2 separate regions of the Mus musculus genome follow, and region 1 is linked to region 2. Evidence: chromatin contacts called from public Micro-C data. All regions are on one chromosome and are shown on one strand. Each heading gives the region's core, a stretch centred on a gene start, on an enhancer-like site or on the middle of the called end of the contact. The rest is flanking DNA. Distances are from core to core; before and after follow the strand shown. Region 1 overlaps Unc13b (unc-13 homolog B). Region 2 holds the start of Vcp (valosin containing protein).

Region 1 (2,700 bases), core at 3-2,502, 110 kb after region 2:
AGAGAGGGTATTACCTGGGAATAATTAAATGGCTTTTGAAGCATCAAAGCCTACCCCCTATGACATAGTTCTTTCAACAAGGCCACACCTCCCATACCTACTCAAACAGTTCTACCAACTGAGCACCAAGTACTTAAATGTCTGAGACTTTGGGAGATAACTCATGCAACCACCAAAGTAATCAAATCATATTTCTTCATGGTTAAAGCTACATGGCCTTCCAATACACTAGTACAAACTTCCGACTCCATACTATGACTTAAGCTCTATTTTCCCCACAAGCCTTTGTACATAGTGGGTGCTAAGTCAATAGTTACTGGATGAATGCTCATTGGCAGGTTAGCTCTGGCTCTCTCAGAACCCCATAGCTTATTAATGAGTGGCAAAATTAGCATGTAAAGTCTAGATACTTTCATGTAGTCCGTGGTGGTCTCTGACTCTTCACGTAGCTGAGCTCATTCTAAGCATGGTCCTGTCTAGCCCAGATCTTACATTTGTTGGTTCGGGTTATATCTTTCCAGTTCTTCACTGATTTGAGCCAAACTATTTTTTCTAAGCTACTTACATATGTTAGTTTATACTTTTTTGATTTCTGCCCACGCTCAAAACTTCCCCTTAATTCTGTTCCCTTTTATAGATTATCTTCTTATGGCTTCAGTGCCCTGTACATTTGTTGTTGTTGTTGTTGTGGTGGTGGTGGTGGTGGGTCCTGGAGAGACTATAGAGTCAGGAGGGAACTACCAGATATATCTGAAAGTCCAGCCATGTACTTAGATATGCAGTTTCTATATCTATCCATAATCATTTGCAAGGGAGTACTGTTACTCAAAGATAAGCAGACACCTGATAGAGGTCTTCAGTTTTATCATTTGGTTTGTGAAATCTAGATGTTGCCATGGGCATACACAGAACCCTTTGAAATACACTAAGGCCAGGCCTTTTGCTCTATTAGGCCTGCTTGGTCAGACGGTCCCTCTGCTTTTCTGTGCTAAGCCACACCATAACTGAAGATCTGCCCTAAGTCAAGATGCCACAGGGAGGATAGGAATGAGTTCTATTTCTGTTCAGTAAAAAAAAAAATTGACCCAAGTTACACACTGAATATTTTAGTAGGTAGCTGCGATTTCCCCCCTCCTTCTGTACTTGGAACTCTTACTATGTATTTTTTGCTTTTTCTTTCTGCTTCTAGTATTCTAGTCAAGAAGAAAGCCAGAGGAAGCCATTACCCACTGCTGCCGCCCAGTGTTGTAAGTGAGAAATTTGTCTCTGAACTGGTCTTAATTGCAGCTATCTGTTCTGTTTCCACAAATGAGGCTTGTTTTAAGTTGTGGGGTTGTGTAAATGGAAGGTGTTCCAGAGGTTCTCTGTCTAGGCACAGGCCTTGATGGGTGTTTACCCTGGAGTTCCAGAAGGGCTCCTTTGTTTTCATGTGCTGTGTATTTGCCATGCAGTGGCTAACTCTCACTCCTGGGGATATGATTTTTACCCCTTCTGCCCTTATTTACCAGCTAGTATTTTTTAGGGCTCACTTTGAACATCACTAACTGTGTGAAAGCTGTCTGCTCTTTTCTGTTTCACAGTGTACTTCACATATTTTTCCTTTATGTTTCCATGTACCATGTGTGTGCACTAAGTATACAACCTATCAGACATTAGGGACTGGGTCTGCTCTTCTGAGACAGACAGTTTGGGGAGCTTAGACTGGATCTCAGTGTTAGAGGATTGCCTAGTGGGCACAAGACCCTGGATTGAGCCTCAGTACTGGAAACGATATATATATATATATATATATATATATATATATATATATATATGAAGGGAGGGAAGGAAGGAGAAACAAACAAAAGGTCATTAGAAACTCCACAAAGTTTTAAAAGACAATAATTCATTTTGTATTTCTGATGTCTAGCTTAATTTTTAGTGCATAGTAAACTTAATAATATTATATAAATGATTAAGGAAGAGAACATATCTTTTCTTCTGAGATTAATTGGTTCAGGTCACAGATTCTTTCTGGGAATAAATCATGAATTGTTAGTCTGTTGGTAACTTTCTTTCAGGTTCTTACAAAACTTCCAGAGAGATACTAAAGGGCCACCTTGGAGTTAGTTTTTCACCTTCTGGTTGTGTGTATGTGTCTTGTAATTTGCTTTGTTCTCATTTTCCTGAATCAAATGCCAATTGCAGCACTTGTAGATTAAACCTGGCTGTTGTAGCAGTTGTTATAATAGAACTAGTAATAGTACGAAACATAGGGACACAGATGTCAGTGTCAACCAACCAATAGTCAAACAATAGCAATAAAAATGCATAATTAGCATATGTAGATAAAATATGCAGATGCTCTTCCAAGAACCTATATTATTTGTTCCATTAAACTTACCTACTTTTCACAGTAACCCTAAGACATAGATTCTACTGTTCCTATATCTTAGAAGAGGAAACCGATGCATGAAGAAACTGAATAATCTGCTGTGAACCTCTTAGAGTGTAAGCAGTGGTCCATGGGTCATATCTTGAGTCACCACTTCCTGCTTACAGTCAGAGAGAGACCTCCATTCATGAGTTGTTCGTGCTGTGATGTTCTTTCTTGATAAAACTAAGACAAGTACAGATAAGCAAACCTATTTTTCTCATGATTTGTAGCAACCTTCTGTTGTTGTTATTTAAGATCAAATATTTAGGGTTGTAGAGGCAGGA
Region 2 (2,700 bases), core at 83-2,582:
GGAAGCTCTAGTTTCTAACTAAATGGGCTGAGATGGCTAGGTTTTATTTTATGCTCTCTGAAAGATGAAGGTGGGGCTATAAGAGTCCAGAGACTCAACATAGATGCTTGGGGATAGAGATCTGTTTATTTTGAAGAGTTAAGCCAACTCTAACCTACAAGCTCTCAAAGCTAAGATACAAAGAATAAAAACAACTCGGATTCTAACTTCAGCGCCTAAAAATAAAAGAAAACCAACTCCTTTCTAGCCACCTCCGATCATAGCAAAAACAAAAATATATACACAAAGCAAAACACTAACGAAAAAAAAAGCCCCTAGTTAAAACTTCCGGGTGTTTACAACAGGTCTCCCACAGTGAAAAACTGCCATTTGAGAAGGGCATGACTTGCCCTCTCCCTAACAGCCCCTCACTACACGTAGTTCAGAAGATGCCAACTTCCCGCAGTGACACCGTCCCAGATCCACCGAGACCGGGCTGGATTCCTCAGATCTCCCTGGCCCGGCCTTCCCTAGAGTCTCAGGGCTCCTGAGGCCTTCACGTGGCCCCAAGTCCACGCCCACCGGGCCCAGTCGCGGCCTCGGGCTTGCAGTGTTTTCCCTTCTCAGGCTCAGGGTCTTCTGCGTGTGGTCGGCGACATGGCCGACCGGCGTGCCAGCGCCAAAGGTCTCCACGCAGGGAGTGTGGACCCCAAAGTCTAACTAGGCCGGGGCCGCCGCGCCGAGGGAGCTACTCAGGCGGTCGGGGCCTGCATGACACAGCACCATCTTGTCCAGGCTCCGACCCAGGCCCAGCGCGGACCCGACCTAGGGGGCGCGCGGGTGCACAGCCCGGCCTGAGGCCCTCCCTCGTCCCTGGCCTCTCCTTCCCTCTCTCTCCCTCCCGGCCTAGACTCTCCGACGCGGCCCGACCGGGCCTAGCCAGCACGGCGGGTCCCACGGTGCGCGCCCCCGCAGCCAGCGGGAGGGCGGGCGCGCGCAGACACTTACTCGGCTCCAGAGGCCATGGCGCGCGCCTCTCCCGGTCGGCGGCTGTGGCGGCCTGAGGGTAACGGCTATGAGAAAGGCAGGCGACCGACTAGGCCGGGGCTGGACTCGCTGAGGCGGAGGAGCAACAGCAGTGACAAACCCTCTGGCAGCCTCCCTCTCGCTTCCTCCCAGGGGCACCGGGGCGGCAGGCGGGCGGGCGGGAGACGCTAGCTCCTAATCCGCGAGGGGGGCAGCGACTAATCAAACGACGGCTGCAAACGCTTCACGGAGACTGAACCGAGAAAAGCCGAATCATCGGAAGGAAAGCTGCTCTAACCCCAACCAATCAGCGCCGGCCTTGGGACTCGTGCCCGCCTCTCCGTGCCTCTCCCCAGCAACCCGCAGACCGTAACCAATCAGAAAATTCGTTTGTGGCCTGGCCCCGCCTCAAGGCTGCAACACGCCTAGTAACGCCACGTCAATTGGCCGCAGCACTACGCTTCCTCGACGGATAGGGAGTCTTGACCAATCGACAAAGGCAATAGGCCATATCCTCTTTATCCCTCGGAGGAGGCCTCTCCTACTTGGCTTCAATTGATTGGCTCCTTAGTTTATAAGCAGCTGGAAGAACCTCGCACAAAGGCCTGAACCCTTATTAGTTTAGTTGGGTTGTAATAATAGCCCACATTGTTCATTTCTCGCCAATCCTAGGGATCCTCTTACTCCACCATACTAAAATCCTTCATGCTCCTTTAAAACACTGGCTCCAACCAAGGGCGTGGTTGATGGACTAGGTCTGTACTTTTAGTAGTTGGGAAGATGAGAGGCAGGAAGACTAATAGATGGAGATCAACCCAGGATACAAGACCATATCTTTAATTCTAGTCCCAAACAGTATTTCAATAAATTTTAAAAGCAATGTGGTAGTCCATGCTTTTAATGTCAGCACTTCGGAGGCAGGCAGCAACCTGTGACTTTTGAGTCAGCCTGATCTATTAAAAAAAAAAAAAAAAAAAAGAGTTCCAGCCAGCCCAGCCAGAGCTACATAGTGAGACCCCGTCTCAAAACTAATTAGATAAAATTTTTTAAAAGGTAAAATTAGCTGGGTATGGTGGTGTACATCCTAGATCCCAGTACTCCAGAGGCTAAAGGTAGATTGAAAGTTTGAAGCCAGATAATGCTGCATAACTAAACTCGAGTCAAACAAACAAACAAACAAACAAACCAAAAAACAAAAACCTAGCCCCACCTACCCCACCCCCTCTTCTTCTCTGGACCCCAGTTCTGAATCAGCACCCCAGCTCTTACTTCACCCTATTGCCCTTGCACTCTCTTGTAATCATGCAGGTTTTGCAGTTTCTCAGGCCTTGGGAGTACACACTCCTTACCATAGAGTATAAATATTATCTGGGGAGGGAGAGCACTGAGGTTCATGCAAGTCAAGGACAACTGCAGAACACTCAGAAATGCAGTCGTGCCCAAGAGCAAGAAAATCAACCAAGTGCTGTGACTTAAGGTCCTTGTGTCCCAAAAGACAATCCATTGACTTTCATTATAGTCAAAAGATGGTTGGTTGGCTCTGGTTGACTCAATTCACCCTTCACCTCCTACCCACACAGACTGACCTGAGAGATGTTTGTACAGATGGAGTTACTCTGAGAAACATCTCCCCAACCCCAACTCCATTTGTTTTAATATTTTTAAGACAGGGCCTCTCAGCCAGACGTGGTGGTG

Evidence for each region. Hi-C and Micro-C count contacts between places; a contact is called where the count stands out from the background.
Region 1: a contact with region 2 is called in a Micro-C map of the G1E-ER4 cell line. The contact joins the enhancer-like site here to the promoter of Vcp in region 2. A contact is called at or near these places in 3 of 484 Hi-C or Micro-C datasets (the G1E-ER4 cell line, Th1 cells and ventricular fibroblasts) and 3 of 9 other capture datasets (adipose tissue, liver and pancreatic islet).

The regions. Positions count from the first base shown.
Region 1 is chr4:43,113,914-43,116,613 of GRCm38.p6, forward strand. Unc13b (unc-13 homolog B) reads left to right here. Exons shown (of 40, transcript NM_001384106.1): 7 at 1,190-1,247. Among named protein-coding and RNA genes, the nearest start is that of Gm23709, 21 kb to the right of the region's middle. Within about 2 kb of position 1,253, at least 12 of the 459 cell types and tissues checked have an H3K27ac peak or open chromatin away from gene starts, as enhancers often do. A contact at or near this core is called in the G1E-ER4 cell line, where this site is marked.
Region 2 is chr4:42,999,175-43,001,874 of GRCm38.p6, forward strand. Vcp (valosin containing protein) reads right to left here and starts at 1,333. Exons shown (of 17, transcript NM_009503.4): 1 at 988-1,333. The coding sequence starts at 1,004.